2 separate regions of the Mus musculus genome follow, and region 2 is linked to region 1. Evidence: chromatin contacts called from public HiChIP or PLAC-seq data. All regions are on one chromosome and are shown on one strand. Each heading gives the region's core, a stretch centred on a gene start, on an enhancer-like site or on the middle of the called end of the contact. The rest is flanking DNA. Distances are from core to core; before and after follow the strand shown.

What was found. HiChIP or PLAC-seq counts read pairs in DNA pulled down with a chosen protein or histone mark.
Region 2: an H3K4me3 HiChIP or PLAC-seq map of bone marrow-derived macrophages shows a contact between it and region 1, with 2.1 times the contacts expected there. The contact joins the promoter of Spg11 here to the enhancer-like site in region 1. A contact is called at or near these places in 1 of 15 datasets of contacts at CTCF or cohesin (CD8 T cells), 29 of 484 Hi-C or Micro-C datasets (B cells, the Ba/F3 cell line, the C2C12 cell line and 20 more), 7 of 115 datasets of contacts at active chromatin or transcription factors (the HPC-7 cell line, the SCID.adh cell line, bone marrow-derived macrophages and 2 more) and 4 of 9 other capture datasets (adipose tissue, embryonic stem cells, liver and 1 more).

What each region holds. Positions count from the first base shown.
Region 1 is chr2:122,067,449-122,073,715 of GRCm38.p6, reverse strand. It overlaps Spg11 (SPG11, spatacsin vesicle trafficking associated), which reads left to right. Exons shown (of 40, transcript NM_145531.2): 24 at 711-870; 25 at 1,407-1,661; 26 at 2,651-2,851; 27 at 3,740-3,847; 28 at 4,815-4,977. Among named protein-coding and RNA genes, the nearest start is that of Eif3j1, 42 kb to the right of the region's middle. Within about 2 kb of position 3,990, at least 16 of the 459 cell types and tissues checked have an H3K27ac peak or open chromatin away from gene starts, as enhancers often do. A contact at or near this core is called in B cells, the CH12 cell line, the HL-1 cell line and 3 more, where this site is marked.
Region 2 is chr2:122,115,358-122,121,624 of GRCm38.p6, reverse strand. Spg11 (SPG11, spatacsin vesicle trafficking associated) reads left to right here and starts at 3,239. Exons shown (of 40, transcript NM_145531.2): 1 at 3,239-3,504. The coding sequence starts at 3,257. Patl2 (protein associated with topoisomerase II homolog 2 (yeast)) reads left to right here. Exons shown (of 18, transcript NM_026251.2): 17 at 317-465; 18 at 1,177-1,517. The coding sequence ends at 440.

The DNA of each region.
Region 1 (6,267 bases), core at 2,741-5,240:
GTGAAAGGGTTTTTGGTTTTTTTGTTGTTTTGGGGTTTTGTTGTTGTTGTTGTTGATGATGATGTTTTGGTTTTTCAAGACAGGGTTTCTCTGTGTAGCCCTGGCTGTCCTGGAACTCACTCTGTAGACCAGGCTGGCCTCGAACTCAGAAAGATCTTGTCTCTGCTTGAGTGCTGGGATTGAAAGTATGTGCTACCGCTGGGCAGGCTGGGCAAGCTGGCTGACGCTCTCTCCCTCCCCTCCCCTCCCTTCCCCTTCCCTCCCCTCCATCCCTCCTTCCTTCCTTCCTTTCTTTGAGAGTATGTTTTGGTTAATTTATTTAATTTGTACTAATTTCCAAATTTTAAACTAGATCTATATTATATAAAGGGTATGTGTGTGCAAGCACACACACGTGTGCACATATGTGTCCAGGTGCCCATAGAAGCCAAAGATGTTAATCCCCTGGAATTAGAATTACAGGGTGGTGTGAGCTGCCTAATTTGGGTTACCTGGAGGAGCAGTAAACTCTCTTAGCCACTGAGTCATCTCTCTGCCCCCCTAAAGCTATACTTTATTTACTTATTTATTTCCATTTTTTGAGACAGTCTCACTATGGAGCCCTGCTGGCCTGGAACTCCTAGATATCCCCTGCCTCTGCCTATCCCTGAGAGCTCTATTTTAATGACTTTTTTTTTTCCCTCTGCTGTCCATCCCCAATTTTATTATAGGTTGTCCAGTGAGTCCAGCAGCCAGTGGGCATTAGTGCTTCAGTTCTGCATGCTCCATGACAGGAAGCTGAGCGTGTCCTACCTTAGAGAATGTGCCAAAGCCAATGACTGGCTGCAGTTCCTGGTCCACAGCCAGCTGCATAACTACCACCCAGCAGAGGTAAACCACACTCCCTGGCACTGTGTTCTCCAGGACTGTCTGCTCGAGACCCACATTGGCTGAGTCTATAACCTGGTGTCAGGCAAGGGCCAAATCATTGGACAGATGTGGACAAGTTTCTAGGATTCTAGGTTTAACATAGACATTCACTCAAATTCCCTTAAAAGCAACCAACTGTGTGCTCGGGTCTGCAGTCTCAGTACTATGGAAACTTGGGAGGCAGGATTGCAAGTTCTAGCCCAGCCACCCTGGGCCAGATAGCTGGATGTTGTAACAAACATCACATGGTCTTCTCTCCCACAGCTCAGCATTATAAAGAATCATCCTGAGCCCTGTTTTTATTGTTGTTGTTTTTTGTTTTTTTGAAATAGGGTTTCTCTGTATAGCCCTGGCTGTAATGTGAGTTGCCTTTAACATAGAGATCCATCTGCCTCTGCCTTCCAAGTGCTGGGACTAAAGTGCCACTACCACCTGGCTTTTTGTAAAAACTCACTCTGTGAAAAAGAACACTGAGTGTGTTTTAATCGTCTCTCTAGGTGGAATCTCTTCTTCAGTATTTCAGTCCTGTCCTTCAGAGCCACTTGAAGCTGGCTTCTGAGAAACTGTCATCAGGGTCCATCTCTAGGGATGACAGCTGCCTCCAGGAACTCCAGAAAAACAAAGGAGAAACGAGTAATTTCTTTGAAATTCTCCACCGGTGCTCAGATGAGTCCACCTCTTGGAGCTGGCTCCTGGCTGAGGCAGTGAGACATCGGGCTCCCATCCTCAGTGTCCTGGCCTCGTGTGTGCAGGTGAGCTGGCCACAGTGGGTGCTAAAACTCTACCTGCTTGGTGGCTTTGTCAGGACAGTGGCAGGCTAGGGGTGGATGCTGGCCATAAACTAAGACCCGGTCTCATATGGCTTGGTAGTTAGGAGCACACACTGCTCTCACAGAGGACCTGACTGACTTCCCTGCACCCATATTTGGTGGCTCATAGCCACTTTTAACGCAGACTTCTGTGGTTTCAAGGCTTCTGGGCTTCATGAACACCAGCACTCACACTTAACACTCAGATACTCACACACACAATTAGAAATCAAGGAAGTCTTTCAAAATGTCAGAACTACAAAACAGAACAAAACACAGACCAGCAAAGCCCCTTGACACCAAATTTGACCACGAGTTTGAATCCTGAGACTCACGAGGTGAAAGGAAATAGCTGACAGCCATAGGTCCATGACAGGTGTGTACATGCACACATGAGGAAGTAATGAGCTGGGGCTGGAGAGCTAGCTCAGGAGTTAGGGGTGCTTGTTGCTCTTGCAGAGAACTGGAGTTCAGTGCTCAGAGCTGCCTGTTATTCTGGCTCTAGGGAATCCGTTGTCCTCTTCAGGCCTCTGTGAGCATTAACACACATGGGCTCATGTACGCAGAGACAAAACAGAGAACAAGAAGGAAGAAGGAAGAAGGGAAAGGAAGGAAGCAAGCAGTAAGGTGGGAGGGGCCTGAAGTAGCTACAGGGGACAATTGTGAGGCTCTTACACCTGCTTCCAAGGTCAGACCTCAGGCTGTCTGTCCATTAAGCTGTCTCCTGGCACCAGTGAAGCCTACGGTGGGGACTCAGTTTCTGGCTGCCCTCAGGAAGGTGCTCTGCTAGGCAGGCACCCTCCTCCTCTTCCTTAGCACCTTGTTGGGGAAGGTTTTCTCACAAGCTGATTCCAGCTAGTTAGTGGAGTTTTGTCCATCTGTGTGATCGAGGCCCAGTTCCTTCATTTTGAAACATTCTTATCCAATGGTAGGGTGCCAGTGTTGTCTCCTGTCTCTGTGTTTGGATTGTCACCTCCGTGGAGGACAAGGTTGCAGCTGAAGCAATGGGACACATTCAGATCTCTGTAGAGGACCATCACTGGAGCCTGAAGGACCTGTCCATCATCTGGAGAACTGTATTGACAAGACGCAAGAGCCACACTCTCATCCGAGGTTTCCAGCTCTTTATTAAGGTATTGTTATACACATACACACATATGCACTCACACTCATGAGTGCACACACACACTTCAGACATTCCAGAACCTCAGGGTGTCAACATAGCATTCCTTGGCTTTTTCTTATTATCAGACCTGGATTTTTTTTTTTAAAGTCAACAAGAAATATTAATGGTAGCTGGGCGTGGTGGCGCACGCCTTTAATCCCAGCACTTGGGAGGCAGAGGCAGGCGGATTTCTGAGTTCGAGGCCAGCCTGGTCTACAAAGTGAGTTCCAGGACAGCCAGGGCTATACAGAGAAACCCTGTCTCAAAAAACCAAAAAAGAATTACACAAGAAATATTAATGGTAATAGAACTTGTGTGTGTGTGTGTGTGTGTGTGTGTGTGTGTGTGTGTGTGTGTGTGTGTGTGTGTGTGTGTGTTTAGTTTAGTATTGGGTATCCAGCCCTAGGACCTTTGAGATATACTGTATTTATTTAGCAGAGTACTTTATATGTATTGGTTTAGTAAGTTCTCACAATACTTTATAAAAATATTTTGTGTGTTAGGAAGTGGCATTACCTTTCTTTTACAGACTGATAACTAATACATAACTCAAACCGCACATACTCAAGTAGGCACGCTTACAATTCAGATTCATCACTTCTAATCCTAAATTCCTCTTTTCTGGCCTGACAACCCCACCAAAAATAGGCTAGTTGATACCACAGAGACCAACCAGTAGGAGGGTAAGTGGCTGGTGCTCTTTTGCCTCCGGGAATGTTTGTTGGGGCCATAGCGCCGCCTAGTGGATGGTTAATTTTTTCCCCCAAAAGGAAATAACATGGGAAACTTAATTTGATTCTTCCATTATTAATATCTTTGATGATCTGGATTTTCTAATTTTAACTCTTCTTCAAAGGATTCCCCACTTCTATTGATTATGGAGATGTATGAACTGTGTATGTTCTTCAAGAATTACGAGAAAGCCAAAGTTAAACTTTTGGAGTTCCAGAAAAGCCTTGAAACAGTAGGTGGAATTGGAGTGTCCTCCTCTCAGGTCTAAAGTTGGTTGGCAGGTCTTCATGCTGGTGGGTGGTATGGGGAAGCAGTAGACAACTGGTTGTGCCATGTGATTGACAATGAGTCACTGTCATTTCAGAGAAGCCAGACAGGTGGCGTTGTGACTTGTAGTTACCGTAAACAGAAGTGTCACGTCATGTGCTACTGTTATCTGTGTCCTGGTGGAGTAGCCAAACTTAGTGGGGCTGAGATCAGTGGTCCCTGCTGTGGACACCAAGAAGAGAGGGATGGTTCTTTGTCAAATGCAGGCTGGCTCTTGACACCCTCTTCTGGTGCATCTGAAGACAGCTACAGTGTACTTAGACATAATAATAAAGAAATCTTTTTAAAAAATCTTCTGGGCTCAAATACAAGCCCAGACCCCTTCTAGGGAGCTGCCAAGTGAAGCATGGTTGGTTAGGAATAGCACAGGGGGACTGATTTGATAGTAGGAGGCATTTAAGCCTGGGACTTCGGTGGTTCCTAGAGTTTGGCACTCTGGACTGTCACACACATAGCCCCCTCACCAGCACTTCCTGCAGAGTGGCAGAGCTGCCTTTGTCCCCATCACTGCTTCCTGCCATCTGTCGGGTGCACAGACCCTCCTTTTGTGATAGGCCCATGAGAGTAGTAAGAAGCCTTGGGAATGTTCGGGGCTTTCTTGATCCCAGATTTGGGGGTTCTGCTTTTTCTTTCCTTTTTTAGATTTATTTATTTTATATCTGTGAGTACGCTGTCACTCTCTTCAGACACCATAAGAGGGCATCAGATTCCGTTAAAGATGGTTGTGAGCCACCATGTGGTTGCTGAGAATTGAACTCAGGACCTTTGGAAGAGCAGTCAGTGCCTTTAACCACTGAGCCACCTCTCCGGCCTCATGGGGTTCTGCCTGTTCATTCCCACAAACTCTTCTGAGCCTCTGTTGTCTTTCCTAGCTTGACACAGTGGCCGCAAGGGTCCTTCCTATCATACCTGCCTCGTGGATGAAAGACCAGGTTTGTTTCCTTTTGAAACTTATGCCGCAGCAGTGTGAGACGCAGTATGAGCTGGGGAAACTCCTCCAACTGTTTGTTGGCACTGAGCAGCTCTTCTCTGACGGTAAGACAGTTTTATTCTGAAGCTGCTGCCAAGTTGTTAGCTCTTGTATGTTGGAATTATTTTTGGAAGGCGGTCAGAATATTAGATATATTGGATAGATAGCAGCACACTGACGTCCATCCATAACTGAGCATGAAGAGGTCATCTGTAACAGCAGCATCTACTGTAGTGCAACCAGTCCTTCTAAGCAGCTGATACATGCTCGCTCTTGCAAGTGTGCTTGCTCTCTCTCTCTCTCTTCCTCTCTCTCTCTCCCTCCCTCCCTCCCTCCCTTCTTCCCTCCCTCCGTCTCCTCTCTCTCCCTCTCCCTCCCTCCTTCTTTCCCTCCCTCTCCCTCTCTCTCTCTCTCTCTCTCTCACACACACACACACAGAGAGGTGGGGGGGGGGAATGAGCAAGCTAACCTGAGTCATTGTCTCCAAGGTTAGCGGATTACTATGATATTGAAGAGCACCAATCTGAGACACTTGACAGCATGGTGGTTCACACCTATAGGCCCAGTGCCCAGAAAGCTGAGGTAGGAAGATTGTCATGAGATCAAGGCCAGTCTGGACTTCACAGTAAGATCCTGTCTAATAAAAGCCACATGTGTATAGTAGAGGCTGATTTCATGTGCTAATCTTATCGCTACCAGTTCTTAGAGCAAGGTGGGCAAGTTCAGCCAGACTTTGACTAAGGATATTGCAAGGTATACACACATACTCCCTCACACACATACCACATACACTCATATATATATATATATATATATATATATATATATATATATACACACTGAAAGTGCTAAATGCCATATATACATGTGCTACAGACCCTCTGGGCCCCTGGTCTGTGTGGAATGGGATCTCTTAAGCAGATGAGCAAAGAGTCGGATGGAGTGACAGACAGACAAACACGCAAGAGTGGTGTTGGATCTGAATGTAATTTTCCAGTCGAGCCTCAGACTTTTTATAATACAGAGTAAATTGCAAATCATAACAGAATAAGGCACATTGAATTTTTCCAGGTGCAAAAGGAGTGACTTCAAAAGGAACCAGATAAATGTTTAACACTAGAGATTAGCACAGATGCAAGGGGAGTGACTTCAAAGGGAATTTGTAGGGACCAGATAAATGTTTACACTAGAGAATAGCACCTTCTGCCAGGCAAGAGTTTTACACTTAGTGTTAATAGCACCAGGGTTGTTAACTCTTGACACGCCTCAAGAATAATGTAGTGACCCCAAAATTCTCTAGGCCTTGTTAAATTATCTTGTCTGAAGGATCCTCATTTATCAGTATAGTATATTAA
Region 2 (6,267 bases), core at 1,990-4,489, 49 kb before region 1:
CATAGTAATTAAAGAAAATACACTTCGAGTCAGACAGACCTGTCTACTGCAATGTAACTTTGACACACTTCACGTCTTAGTCAGTTTCCTCAGCTGGGAGTAGTACTATCAACTCCTTAGAGTTAAAATCAAATAGGAAGGAGGATGGCTAGGCATCATCAGGTGCATAGCAAATGTACAGACGTTACCTCTCAATCGCTGTCTGCGATGGAATCTATGCCTACAGTGGTGGAAGAGGAATAACAGACTTTGCCTGGACATCAGTTTCCTGCATAAACATAAAGGCTCTGCTAGGCCTCTCTTTTCTGTCCCTTAGGACAGACTTGGTGATTCTGATTGCCTGGGAGATAGCTCAGTTGCCTGCAGCATCCTTGGCGGAGCCTCTAGCCTTCCCCAGGAATCTGCTTCCCTGTTCTGCCATCACATGGACAAGCAATTAGTTCAGCAGCTGGAAGCCAGAATGGAGTAAGTGCTTATATAAACAAAGTCTCACCTTGTCAAGCCCAGTCCAAGTCTGTGCATCAAATCTCCTATAAACTGTGATCATGGAAAATAATGAGCTTTACACCTAGTTCTATGAGCCAAGCATGGTCATACATGCCTTTGGTCTTATCACTTAGGGTCAGAAGTGAGTTCCAAGCCAGCCAAGACTACATAGTGAGATATGAGATTCTGTCTCAAAAACCCCAAACCAAACCAACCAAATAAACAAACAAAGTTCTTGGGTCAGTGAGATGGCTCAGCAGGTAGATTCATATCATGTAATGAGGCAAGTGACTCCTGCAAGTTGTCCTGTGACCTCCAAAGGTTCACTGTGGAGTGTGTGTATGTGTGTGAAAATGTAATACAAAAATCTAAAAGTTGCTCTAGATACTCAGGCATTTACTGAGTAACCCAGTCTGGACTCATTAGGGCCCTGTGGTCTGTTTAGCCACAACTTTGTATTTATTCTCAGTGTTTGGTCACTTGTAGGTGCTATTTCAGAGCCATAGTCTGAAAAGTTGAATAACTAGTTCATTCAAACAACAGTTGAGAGACTATTTCAGGCTATAAGAGAAATAAGAGAACATCTCTGTCCTTAGAACTTACCCACTGTTAGAATGAGCCAAGCATGAATTAAACCATAAATACTTGTAAAATGGAATTGTGTTTGCAGTTAACTCTTGTTCTTTGTAGGCTTGCCTGTATCTACTGATGTATTAGTTAATGTGAGAAGCTGAAATATCAGAAACGGAACTCCATCACCTGTCTACAGTGACAGTTGAGGCCATTTCCTATACTTTGTTATGTTGGAGGACCCTGCCACATTGTCATATCCTTTCTTAAAATCTAGGTGACTTGCCTAAAATTAAGGCATGACTACTTTAGGTATGATTAAAGAAATATCAAATGATATGTTGAAACTTGTTTGTAAGTTTGGAATTACAACGAAGGACATTTTTTTGAATATGTCAAGAATATCCTTCCTAATAAGGGGAAAGGCCTTGTATTTAATAAAAGTCTAATCTGGGATGTTGCTTCCGTGTTGCCAGACTTTATGTAAACCAAACAGTTCAGCTAAGGCTGAGAGATTTGGATATAAGCATCTTCCTTGACATAAGAAAATAACATGGGGACTGGAGAGATGGCTCAGTGGTTAAGGGCACTCAATGCTCTTCCAGAGGTCCTGAGTTTAATTCCCAGCAACCACATGGTGGCTCACAACCACCTTTAATGAGATCCCATGCCCTTTTCTGGTGTGTCTGAAGACAGCTACAGTGTACTCATAAATAAAGTAAATTTAAAAGAAAGAAAGAAAGAAAGAAAGAAAGAAAGAAAGAAAGAAAGAAAGAAAGAAAGAAAGAAAGAAAGAAAGAAAGAAAGAGAAGAACATGGCAGCATTTTGTCAAATGAAGTCCTGCATTCATCAAGAAATACTAAAGTACCTTTTATGAGCCAGGCTGGGATTCAGGCAGGAAGATAACAGTGGTGCACAGGTCTCTGCTATTTCCAGGCTTACATAGAGTTTGGTCAGGAATTGACATAAAATGTTAATTAGTCATAAATACTATGATTTGAGAGTGACTGGAATAGAGAGGGGCTTTAGACTTTAGACTGAGCCAGGAAGGCATGTTAGCAGGTTGCCATTAAGTCAAAATGTTCAGTTTGTAGAAGTGGCTGTGTTAGAAAGACACTGTTAAGTAGGCATGGAGGCATAATCCTGTATTCCTAGAACCTGAAAAGCTGGTGAAGGAGGATCAGGTGTCTAAGGCCACTAGAGAACCTTTATCAAATAAATAGCTTGACCAAATGCCTTTTCAATAGCTCTCTACCTCTTCTCTTCTGTATCAGATTGTACTTTCCTGAGAAAAACAGAAGAAATTGAAAGGTGAACTATTTCACCATCTCTACTCTGTATGCATCCATCTGTTACAAAGGATATCGTTTGACTTCAATCTCCATGTTAACCTTCATGTTTGTAACAGAGTCCTTGGTGGAGGACCACAAAGAATAGATTGTTTGACCTCAAAAGGAGATCTATTGGTCTGAGAAGTTTACACTCCCAAATCCTGAGACTGGGTACCCACGGGTACAAGAAAATTCATCTCGAAGGGTCTGAAAATTAGTTTTTGCAGTCAGGAGGAGGAAGGGCTTGTAGAATTTATTTTATTTTATTTTATTTTATTTTTGGTAAACTGCTCTTCAAAACTTCCTGATGGGGGAAATGAGTCAGATTGATTTTTCAAACTCTGGGATCCCAGGCATCTGATGGAGATAGTTGCTTTCCAAAACTCCATACCACTCCGTAGAGGGGCCGATTTCTCGAAGCCGGGGATGGGGGGAGGGGGTCTGTTGTGAAGCCCTGCTTTTTTTTTTTTTTTTTAAAATGGTAGAGGGTTCTTTATTAGTTCTAGACTTTAAAAGAGTACTTGCTACCAAGAAAAGCGCACTACCAGATGCCTGTTAACCGAGCAGCACAAAAAGTGAAGAGGAGCCAGCAACAGGGTTTCAATGGAGTAAGAAGCACCTGCCTTAGAAATCTTTGGTAGCAAGGACAGCACAAGCAGCTGAAAGGCCCTGGCGTATTATTGAATTGAGCTGAGCAGGGAGGGGCAGGCGTGGTTTTTGCAGGATTCCGTTTAGAGCCGCCTCCACCCCAAGCTGAGCAAATGCCGGGCGCAGGACCGCCTCTCTCGTGAGAGTCACAAGGTCCGAATCACTGCGCAGGTCCGTGACGCATTCGGGCGCCTCTACCGGAAGGACCGCCCAGGCCAAGATGGCTGCCCAGCCAGGGCCCGGAAGTGCTGCCTCCCCCGGCTGTGCCGGGGCCATGGAGCGGGTCCTGCCCATGCTGCTGGTGCGGATCCCAGCTGAGGAGACGGCGCAGCTGGGACCGCGGGCGCAGCTGCACCGAGAGCTGGAGGCCCTGGGGAGCCTGACGGCTGCGGGCAGTCTCCAAGTGCTTTCCTTGGCGCCGGGCAGCAGGGGTGGGAGCAGCTGCTGCCTCCCAGGACCCTTTAGGCAGTAAGTGCTGCGGGACGGCTGCAGGCTGTGGGAGGAGGCTGAAATCTGAGCCGCTCCGGAGGGGAGTCCTGGGCTCGCCTCTCGCCGGCCCCTGGGTTGGTGGGAGAGGATGAACCACTGGGGAGCCTCCTCAGGATCGAGCCCCGTGCCTCTCGGAACCTTTCCCATCCCGAAGTGAAATCCTCACCTTGTTGCAACTCACGGCTCACTTCCTGGGTGGACAGAGAAGATGTCTCACTCCTTGATAGCCCCTGCAAACCCTGGATGGGTCTCAGCACAGGTCCTGTTTCTTTAATTCAATACAGATTGTCACTGAAAGGAGTTCTAAGCCTATCTTTCTCTACCTCCTCCTCCCCCTCTTCACTATGTATCCCTAGGTATTCTAGAACTCGAAATATAGCCTGGAGCCTACAGAGATCGGCCTGTCTCTGCCTGCACTACCAGACAGTCTACTTTGTTTTAAAATGCCAGATAAGGCTTATTTCTAAAGCATTTTTTTTTGTCTCTAAAATAATGTTTTCTTGCAAACACAGCCACCACCACGCCCACTCCAGCCCCTGCTCCTCTTTAAACTTGTCCATTCATTTACACAAGTGCTCTGAGGTCACTGAACGGTATTCCAGCCCTACGTTTTCCATGTTTAAATCACAGTCTCAAGATATAGCCAGATTGGCTTGCAATTCACAATCCTCCTGTTTTACCCCTTCTAATGCTGAGATTACAGGCTTGTATACTCCATACCTGGCATGTCCGCTGTTTCTTAGACATGAGGCTCCCATGGATTGAGAAGGTAGAGAATTACAATATTATATTGCTTTCCACTTTTCATAAAACAGTTTACATCATAAAGTTTAGAAGTCCCCTGAGTATATGCTGACCTTTTTAATAAAGGGAAGTAAGTATTTTAGGATCAATCTATATGAGACTGTATAGCCAACAGGTATCTCACTTTGAGTCTCCAGGCTCTTCAACAGCTCTATAGACACAAGATGAGTTTGCTGAGTCAGCAAGTATTTTAACCCATCTTTTTACCCCCTTGTGATACGGTCTCATGGAGCTCAGGCTGGCCTGGACCCAAGGATGCCTGTGAGTTCCCAACCCTCTTACCTCCTCCTCTCCAATGCTGGAATTATAAGCACGTACTTCCATCCCAGCTTTCTACTGTTCTCATGTCTGGTGTGTGTTGGAGTGCCTGTGTGTTCTTGGTATATAAAGGCAGAAATGGGAACTGTCAGTGTTTCTAATAAGAACCTCATAGCCACCCCATTTAATATAAACTTATTATTGTAGAAAAGCAAAGTTTTTAAAAGAAGTTGAAACTATCAGAGTGGTAGCCTCATCTCTTTTAGTGTTTTCAGAGTTGGGCCATATTGACTGATCTTAAGATAGGTCTTTCTCTGTAGCCCAGACTGGCCCCAAACTCAGTCTTCTTGTCTCAGCCACTAAAGAAAGTGATTGCTATCGAGTCACCAGATCTGGCTCATACATATTAGTGATAGTCTTTTCTTTTTTTAAGATTTATTTATTTTATTACTATGAATACACTGTAGCTGTCTTCAGACACACACTAGAAGAGTGCATCAGACCCTGTTACAGATGGTTGTGAGCCACCATGTGGTTGCTGGGATTTGAACTCAGGACCTTTGGAAGAGCAGTCTGCCCTCTTAACCGCTGAGCCATCTCTCCAACCCAGTGATAGAGTCTTGCTATGTTGCTTAGGGTGTTCAGTTTCTGGGCTCAAGAGACCCTTCCTCGGCCTTCTGAGTAGCTAAGACAATGTTGCTATGCCCAGCTTGGACCTTTTTATTTTAGTTTTTACATGTGTGTGAATGTGTGCATGTATACATGTGGAGGCCTGATATTGATATTGAGTGTCTTCCTAGATTGCTTGCCACAGTAATTTGAATTTTTTATTTATTATTATTAATGTTTGGGTGTGTGTGCACGTGCTCATGAACATGGCACAGCATAAAACTGTGGAGGTCAGAAAACAACTCCATGCGGTTGGTTCTCTGCATCCACCTTGACATGGAGTTCAGAGATCCAACTCAGGTTGCAAAGCACATGCATGTGTCCTTCCCTGATGAACCATTGCTGACCCTCCTCTTCATTTCAGAGTCAGAGTCTCGATCTGAAACCAAGAGCTCACAGGCTTGAGTTGGTCTAGATGGCTAGCTTGTCCCCAGGATCTTTTGTCTCTGACTCCTGAGTGCTAGGATTACAGGCAGCCAGGCCACCAAGCCTGACTGGCTCTCGTGTGGGTTCTGAGTATCCAAGTGCCACTCTCCAGCCTGTGGAGCTAGCTCTTTAGCCCCTAAGCAACTTCTACAGCCCTTAGGTTTATTTTAAAATATAATGTAATATAATTAGTCTCTCTCTGTCCTTGCTAGCCAACTTTGGTGACTATGCTGTCTAGTATGATAGTCATTAGCCAGCCACATGTGGCTAAGCTGGACCGTCTTTACCGTAACAGTTCTTTTTTGCAGTACCCACAGTAGAAGTGCCCTGTAGCCATATCTGCCCACGGATTGTTGGCTGTCTTGAGCAGCACTGAAATAGAACATTTGTATCATCACAAAGTTCTATTAGGGAGGGTTGTTCTGTAACATAGCATTCTGGAGTACTCAAAGACTGCAGATGTAAATAATTAATTTTTAAATCTGAAATAATCCAATTCAGTCAAAGCCCATTTAAAACATTATTTATTTTTTGTTTGTGAGCGTTTGCCTGCAAGTATATATGTGCATCATGTGCATGGTACCA